Regions from separate parts of the Ovis aries genome. Here region 1 is linked to region 2. The links are chromatin contacts, called in public Hi-C maps. All regions are on one chromosome and are shown on one strand. The core of a region is the stretch at or near the end of the contact, and the rest is flanking DNA. Distances in the headings are between cores, read along the strand shown. Region 1 overlaps CRYL1 (crystallin lambda 1). Region 2 overlaps XPO4 (exportin 4).

Evidence for each region. Hi-C and Micro-C count contacts between places; a contact is called where the count stands out from the background.
Region 1: a contact with region 2 is called in a Hi-C map of liver, with 4 times the contacts expected there. The contact joins two enhancer-like sites. A contact is called at or near these places in 4 of 16 Hi-C or Micro-C datasets (liver, muscle, omental adipose tissue and 1 more).

The regions. Positions count from the first base shown.
Region 1 is chr10:36,176,645-36,181,088 of ARS-UI_Ramb_v3.0, reverse strand. The region is part of intron 2 of CRYL1 (crystallin lambda 1); the gene reads right to left. Among named protein-coding and RNA genes, the nearest start is that of CRYL1, 11 kb to the right of the region's middle. Within about 2 kb of position 2,593, at least 3 of the 54 cell types and tissues checked have an H3K27ac peak or open chromatin away from gene starts, as enhancers often do. A contact at or near this core is called in liver, where this site is marked.
Region 2 is chr10:35,987,345-35,991,956 of ARS-UI_Ramb_v3.0, reverse strand. XPO4 (exportin 4) reads right to left here. Exons shown (of 23, transcript XM_060394483.1): 7 at 1,533-1,646. Among named protein-coding and RNA genes, the nearest start is that of EEF1AKMT1, 47 kb to the left of the region's middle. Within about 2 kb of position 2,771, at least 20 of the 54 cell types and tissues checked have an H3K27ac peak or open chromatin away from gene starts, as enhancers often do. A contact at or near this core is called in liver, where this site is marked.

The sequences.
Region 1 (4,444 bases), core at 1,344-3,843, 190 kb before region 2:
ATAGGATCACTGACTTGATGGACATGAGTTTAAGTGAACTCCAGGAGTTGGTGATGGACAGGAAGGCCTGGCGTGCTGCAATTCATGGGGTCACAAAGAGTCGGACACAACGGAGCGACTGAACTGAACTGAACTGAAATGATTTGGAAGAGTTATAGTATATTAGCCAAAAAAACCACAAAACACTAGTTCCAGTATTTTACGCTGAGTATTTTAGGACTTCTGCCTCAAGCTTTGCAGGGAATGAACATAAACACCTGGGAAAGGTGAGATGCTCAGCCAGCTTCTCAGCTTCATTCGCTACTACCTGGTCAGGTGACTGCAGTGAACCAGTTTCACCTCTAGAGGGCAGTGGAGCACCGCCCAGGACTCAAAAGACACTTCCCTCCTAACGAGCAAAATTATGTTTTGAATTAGGAGAAAGAGAAATGTTAACAATGATCAGTATAGGGTACATATGGTGATTTTTTAAAAAATATATATTTTTTTGAGATTTTATTCAAAAGCAGCATTTACTCATTTAAGAAGATAAGAACTTCTCAAAACAAGAACAACAACAACACAAATATTTCCCAAACAGAAGACTGTGTTCCCAGGTCAGATCAGGACAGCAGACTGGAGACTAAGGGATTGGGTTATACACTCTGTAGTGACAGTTGTCTTTATGCATGTTTTTCCCTAATAAAAAATTTTAAACTACAACAGCATAGGCTTTTAGCTATTTCAGGGTATTCCTGGCACCTCACTGTCATCCTGTCATGGAGTCCCCAGGAGGGTTTCTGGCAGGATTCTCCGCTCCCCACCTCTTCCCTGAGGTCTGAGGTGCAGAGATAGCTGCTGATGCCGGGAAAGAGTTGGGAGGTCAGAACCAGGAGGACCAAGCTCACGAATGTGACATGACCTGGCCTCTGCCACTGAAAATCCTAACCCACAAAGGCCCAGGGCAGAGGCCAGCCAGGAGACAAGAGGCCAGCCAGGGAAGGGGAGGGGGGTCCCAGCCCAGGACCCTGTCAAGGGGCCTGTTGGCTCCTGCAGTGGAACACTGTGTGGACACTCTTTTTTCATTCATTCATCTCATTTTTATTATTTTTAATGTCTTTGAAGTGTGTGGGGGGCGGGGGGAGAGGCAGAATACCAAGCCTTTTATTAAAAACAGGAGCTCCAGACCTGCTTTTTCATACTGAGTTCATGGGGTTCTCAAGGCAAGAATACTGAAGTGGTTTGCCATTCCCTTCTCCAGAGGACCACATTTTGTCAGAACTCTCCATTATGACCCATCTATCTTGGGTGGCCCTACACGGCATGGCTCGTAGTTTCATCCAGTTAGACAAAGCTGTGGTCCATGTGATCAGTTTGGTCAGTAAGCTGAAGCTCTAATACTTTAGTCCTACCTGATGAGAAGAACTGGCTCACTGGAAAAGACCCTGATGCTGGGAAAGATTGAAGGCAGGAGAAGGGGACAACAGAGGATGAGATGGTTGGATGGCATCAGCAACTCAATGGACATGAGTTTGAGCAAGCTTCAGGAGATGGTGATGGACTGGGAGGCCTGGCGTGCTGCAGTCCATGGGGTCGCAGAGCTGGACACACTGAATGAACTGAACTGAGACTTCTGCTTGACAGCACAGGGCCCAGTCCCCAGTCTGCCGATGGACCCCCCAACACACCACTTACTCATGAGGGTGACCAGCCCAGCACCTTGGACACCTCGACCTGAAAACCTCCCCAGAGGCAGATAAAGGCCAGTATGCTGCAGGCAGACCATCCCTCTGTCTGTGCCACAGGAGACCTGGGGATCTGCGTGCCCAGACCCACTGCCCGAGGGAAACCTCACAGGGAGAAGCGACCAGAACTCATATTCCTGTGTCCACACCCTACTTAATCCTACGTGAGCCTTCACAGCTCTCCTGCCCAGGGAACACATGTGTCCACACGCCTGGAGCCCACAGGAAGGGGACGTCGGTGTGACTCCCCGAACCCAAGAGCAGTCACTCCTCACCCTACCAGCCAGAGACAGTCAAAGTACTCTGGCTTCTCCCCAGTTTTAAGTGTACAATTAGGATATGTGAGAGTCGGACCATAAAGAAGGCTGAGCACTGAAGAACTGATGCAGAAAGATCCAACCAGTCAATCCTAAAGGAAATCTACCCTGAATATTCACTGGAAGGACTGAGGCTGAAGCTGAAGCTCCAATACTTTGGCCACCTGATACGAAGAACTGATTCATTGGAAAAGACCCTGATGCTGGGAAAGATTGAAGGCAGGAGGAGAAGGGGGCAACATAGGATAAGATAGTTGGATGGCATCACCTACTCAATGGGCATGAGTTTGAGCAAATTCTAGGAGATGGTGAAGGACAGGGTAGCCTGGCATGCTGTAGTCCATGGGATCGAAAAGAGTCAGACCTGACTTAGCAACTGAACAACAATAACAACTTTCACAAATCAGAAAAGGGGAAACCATTCCTGTTTGGGAAGAAGAGTCAATAAGTGACGTGAAGCAATCATTTGGACTGTCCTAGTGACAGCCAAGGGACAGCATGACCTGTGAATACACAGATACGTCAGGTTCAATGACCCACAGAACCCACGGCCCCTTGGAGTCAGCTTCTGGCGACAGCACTCAGGTCACTTGGGAACTTCTCAGCCCAGGGAGGTCCGGTCACCCAATGCCCTGCACCCTCCTGGTTACATCCCTGCAGACAGGCTCCTGCCGGCTAACTTATTTCTTCTTTACTGGCCTTCATACAGCTGAAAAAAATCTCTCGGTGATGGCTTCCCTGGTGGCTCAGTGATAAAGAATCTGTCTGCCAATGAAGGAGACTTGGCTTGGATCCCTGGTGCAGGAAGATCTTACATGCTATGGGATGACTAAGCCTGTGTGCCACAACTACTGAGCCTGTGCTCTTGAGCCCGGGACCCACCACTACTGAGCCTGTGCACCTAGAGTGCCCGAAACAAGAGAAGCCTGCACACCGCAACTGGAGAGCAGCCCCCACGCACCACAACTAGGGAAAAGCCTGTGCTGCAATGGAGACCCAGCACAGCCAAAAATAAAAATTAATTAATAAAATTAAAAAAAATTTCTCCATGAATGTCTTGTGCATGTTTCTTATGGTTACACCCAGATTGCATACATTTTTCAGTGACTGTAGCAAGACTTGGATGGGAGCCATGGGAGGCCATTCTGTGATCTATTAACCTCAATTATTCCAACCAAAGCTACGTGGACAACTACAAGGCAGCTTCAAACCAGACCAATCCAGAGGAATCCAGATCAAATCCAGGTTCAAGATGTTGAAGCAAATGCACAGATCTGGGTGGCAAGTTAACCGACTCAGAGACCCAGCTGTCGGGATAGGAAGTTCAGCTACCGAGGCACCAGAGCCCAGGGCAGCCACCCAGTTTTCAGAGACCGCTTCTGCTGGTCTACTAAATCCATGTCCACGTGGAAAAGCAGATCCATTTTCAGTGACTCAAGTTCAGAATGACCATCGCCACATGAGAGAGATGGCAGTTGACACACGAGCAGAGTTCACCCAAAGATGGCAATTTCAGCCAGGGCTCCAGGCAGACGGGCAGCTGGCCCTCTGCCCCCACGTGGGGCTGTCACTCAGATGTCACCACGGCCCAGGCTGGGGTCCTGGTCCCGAGAGGCGAGCCCGGCATGTCACCACATGGAAATGAAACTGAACACAAGTCATAAGAAACAAAACACTCCCAATCCGAGTCCACATTTCAACTTTGTTTACTCGACCTGTGTTTTCCTTCTTGAAATACAACCACCCTCTCAAATTCTTGAGCCCTAACAGGCCAAGCATTGAGCATTTGCTGGAGAACAAAAGCCAAGCAGCGAAGTATCTGCTAATAGGCTTTTCCAAGGTCAAGTTCCCTGTTACGAGTTTGAATACTTGAGGTTTTAAGAGACTCGTTTTCCCATTCTGTTAGAAAAAGATGAGGTGGACAGCAATGGGACTCAGCCACACATATACATATATCCATTCTCCCCAAACACCAGTCAATTCAATCTAGTCAGGAAGATACACTGTTTATACTGCTGCTGCTGCTTCTTTTTTAAAATATTTATTTGGCTGTGCTGGGTCTTAGTTGTGGCATGAGAGATCTTTTAGTTCCCTAATTAACAAAAAAAAAGGGGATGTAGGTGGACTTACACAAGTCATAAGACCTAAAAGTGAGTGTACCTCTCCCCAATCAGGACGGTGAGGAGACACGACTCACAGTTGATCCTCCTGGCGGCTTCGCCAGCAAAAACTTGAGCAGAGGTGTCACGAGATACCCTGAAATCCTGCTTCCTGCCAGAGAAGCACAACCAGTTCTGCACATTAAAGTGCAGTCAGCTTACTAGTGGTGAGGGGAGAGGGGTGGGACTAGAAAGAAAGCCACTCATGAGCAAAGACACACAATTCAGGACATTTGCTTTTCCT
Region 2 (4,612 bases), core at 1,522-4,021:
GGGGCAGCTGCTGCCGCGTCTAGACAGCTGTTCAGACCAGGAGCCGCTTCCAGCACTGCTGCAAAGTTTTCTACCTTTTCAAAAACTGTTTTCAGTCAAATGAATAATACAGAGAATTGAACTTGGATCCACATCAAAACAAGTTCTGCCCACGGAGGCAGGCAAGAGAGTGTTAAAGTGTAGTTACAATCACCTTTGATACTAATACTGTTTTTACCCACTACTTCTCGGATTTACAGAATAAAATGCAAGGTAATACTCAGTTTGAACATTTCTACAGAAAAAGATTTTTATGTACACTAAGGGACGAACAACCTTGTTCTCGCTATTTTTTTAAAAATATATACTATATGCCTACCACATTTTAAATGCTGTATAAATAGGCAACCAGTTGTAAGGCTGGTGACTAGCATTTTTAAAACATATGAACAGATAAACTATAATTAATGGTTGGGATTTAGCAAAATAGCTTATCATTTTTTAAACTGGTCTTTATCTGCACTTTTGTCCCAGTTGCTATAACTAATGTGGATGTTTGCACTGTATCTGCAGACAGATCAACATACACACACACACACACTCTCTCCCACACTCTATCAGAGACACACACACGTATTTTTCCTAGCTTCTGCCTATTACACTGGGGGCCCTCTTGGGCAAAGATGGGAACAGCTTCCTAACTTCTTCATTATTTAGCAAGCAAAAAGCAGGACTATTTAAAGCAGGGGTCCAGCCGAAGTGAACTGCTACTCAAGAACACTGACTTAGCCCACGGCTGGCAACAAAGTGCACTGCTCCAGAGAGCTCTTCTCATGTGGCCCAGGGTCCCGAGGACTTCCTTGATTCTGGCAGGTCATACGGTAAACACTCCTCTCAGCACACCGAGGGCAGTGCCCGCGTTCTCCACCCCCACTGCCCAACCCCTGCCTCCAACACACACACGTTCTACGTGTCAGTAATATGATGGCAAAGCTGCAACCAACCAGACAAGGAGCAGAGGTGAAGCCTGGGCTAGGAGGCCAGATACCAGTGCCATCTGCAAAAATGTCAACTATGCCACTCTTCTCACTAAAGGTTTAATTTGTTTTTAAAAATGTAGCTGTTTGCTCACTGAAATGTTATTTATGTTACTATGTAGTGGTCTGATATTGCTATTTTTAGGTGAATTAATAATTTATATTTTAAAGTTCTCAGTTTGAATTTTTAATATGGAAAATATAAACACTATTAGCTATAACCCACATAAACCAAAGCTGTTTGGGGTTCTCGATAATTTTTAAGAGTGTAAAGAGGTCCCAAGGCCAACACCTTGAGCCCTATGACATTAAACCCATCCTAATTACATGACATTCTTATAAACCAGCAAAAACATTTCTTTATAATCTTTGTTTAAGCAGTATACTGATTAGAAGAGAAGGCTTTGGAGGACAAAAGCAATTTGTCCTGTTTCACTTAAGAGAAATATAGAAGCTGGCCTTCCCGAGGCACCCTTCTGTGGCCTCCCTGTGGGCGGGGGTGGGGGCAGGACTTACGGTAAAGAACAGCTCCATGACCCTGCTGTCCAGGAGGGCCTCCCGCCAGGACTCCGTTGGCTTCAGGAGCACGTTCTGTGAGGACTCAAACATGGCTATATAATGTCTGCCCAGTTATCTGGGGTCAAGGTCAACCACAATAACATTCCGACTTTGTCGAAAATGTAAGCCTAAATATAACGGAGCCATCCAGAAAGAATGTAATGGAAACAGTTTAAGCCTCTTCACATATGCTACACAATTCCTGCCTGAAGCTAAGGAATAAAAGGCATTAAGTGCTGGGAAAAAAAGAATGCTACAGGAATGCAGATAACAGTTCCATTATAATTATATGTCACGCTGCAGGGATAGGCGATCTGAGTGGTGGCAACAGAAGGAAACCAATGCAAAACAGATGCCAAAACACAGGCAAAAAAAAAAAAAAGAAAAATCAACTTCTGCATTTTTATCCCATCACTTCCCTCCAGGATCTTACAGCAGCTAAAATCACTTATACAAAATGCAAGTCTCATACAGTCTGCTTGGAAAAACAGCATTTTCCCCAAATACATTTTCTGGGAAACAAAAAAAGAGAACAGGAAGAGCAAATACACATGGTGCAGAAGGAGAACAAGTCCCACACATCAGCGCATTCAACTTCAGACAAAGAAGTTTTTCTGTTTACACACACTCTATCTCAGACTAAAAACCAATGTTTATAGTGTTCAGGCGTTTACGGTTAGCTGCTGCACACAGAATCCTGTCCTCGCCACACAAGAGTCACCATGACACACCTGCAGGTGTCTGTGAACAGAACTCACTTGGAGACACGGACAAAGCCACTGAGGATTTGAGAAAGGAGAAGGCTGTGTGGACACAGAGACAGCGCTGCACCCCGTCTGCACAAGCTAAGCGCCCACAAACATATGTCAGTTAGGCCACGTGCTCATCACCCAGTGAGAAACTTCAACAGGTTATCCAAAACTACAGGTGGCAAAAAAGTTCAAATGCTATATTTCCATCAAAGCCCAAATCATTAAGAGAACATTACAGGCAATGCTCTGGAAATGTTTTAGATTTTTGCTTAATAAATATCTAATCTCACTCTGTGTCTTAAGAGCAAGGAGGGGCACTGAGAACTCCTTCAGAAGCCATTACTTGCTTCTGAAAAGTCACCCCAGAAATGGTCTGCCTTTACGTGACTGCTGAACGAAAGTGAAACTCAAACCAGGTTCCATTCAGCTCACTTTCCCCTTCCTCTGTCTGCCCCCTTGTGGAGTTGGGAGCAGCAGGGACTCTGTACATGGTGGGGAAGACACCACCTCCTCCACGACCTCATCCTCTCACAAGGCTCCCATTTGGGGTACAGCTCCACCAGAAGGGAACACATGACTGAGCACTAGGCCTCCCCATGAGCTGTCTACAAACGGGGCTTGATCGCCCTTTACAGAAACACACTGACGTGTCTGTGGTGGACTTATCTGATGTCTAGGACGTGCCTCACAATAATCTGGGGCTGGAAGAGCACACATGAAATAAAGCTTACAGCTGTTGAAGCTGCGTGTTCTATTTCTGTGCATCTTTGGAATTTTCCACAATAAAAGGTTGGGGCATAAAACAAGGAGGCTCGAACACATGAAATAAAGCACCTGCATGAGGCAATGAAGTTTTTGTACTTTACTAAAAATACTTCACTTACACTTTTCCAAGTTAATTTCCTTAACTTGCAATGTCCCATTTTACTAACTAAAGGCAATTTGGGGGTATATAAATGTTCAATAATGAAAAATATTAAATACTTACACTGAGTACTATGTTGAGCAAAGATGCACAAAAACATTACAACAATTTCGTTTTATTTTTTTAAGGAGTCACAATCTGACATTAAAATGGTAATAAACTGTTAGCTGTTGGATATCCAAATCTAATACACAAAATATCTGTGTATAATCACTACATACTTTCAATGAGGAAAATAACAGAACTTAATATGCTATATGCTCACTAAGATGTCAAGATTCTACTTCACAGCAGGGGAGTTGTGCGACAGACACTGAGCCTTGACAGAATGGTCAGGCCACTTGCCCTGGGTTTTATTCATGCAGCCGTCCAGGCAGCGCGAACGCACGCGGCTCTCAGGTGAGGAGTAATGGAGGCCCCTGGAAGGCCCAGCACAGAGCCGGGGTGCTAGGGGCGGACACAAAGAGGGCGTTTATGGACTCTGCTGGCCCTGGACACATGGAAAAGCTCACTTCAGCCTGCCAGTTATAAAACAGCAAGGGCTTCATCCAGGTCCTTTGGTAAGTGAGAGGCGATAACATCAAAAATAGGTATTACAAAAGGAAACAAGACCTAGACCAAGGCACTTGTCTCTTTCCTGTCTTTCAATTACAAAGAGCATATCCTCCATAAATACTTGCAGACAGCAGTTACTCATATTAAGAGGAAATAGGTAAAAGTTTGAGAGAGGGCTTTTTTCCAGATATGAAATAGAATTACATGCAATGGCTCACCTAAACATCAGGTGCAAAATAATCCTCAAATCTTTTACTTCCAGTGTTAGCTGCTCTTGATCTTGGCTGGTTTTAAACACACTGATTTCTGTGCCCAGTCTCTATGGGAAAATGTTGACAACCAGGCTGGTTTTAGAATCATCATTCCTTACATGCTGTCCACAGCACAAGAAGACCTCAGACTTTAATATCTGGCACCATCAGAAAATACGTTTCCCCAACAAGTATTTTAAAGTTCCAGGTGAGTTTTGTTTGCTAACTCCAAACATGGAAAGGCTCTTTATCTCTGGCATGACGCCTGCCTTCTGCTGAGAAAGCTCACTGGTAACATGTCTGGCCAAGAGGCACGCTGACTGTTCCCCGAGGAGTCACTCTAGACCCTGCATACTAACCCACCTTCTCTCTACTGCTCAGCTGAGCACCACCACCTAACACCAGTAAGAGTGAACATGTGCTCCAGTTTGTACAATAGGACACAATTGTATGACTCAGTTATAAATAACATCTCTACTAAAATAACATAATTATCCTCAGACACATTTTAATATGAACTTAAAACATAAAAACAACAAAATGAAACAAATTTTT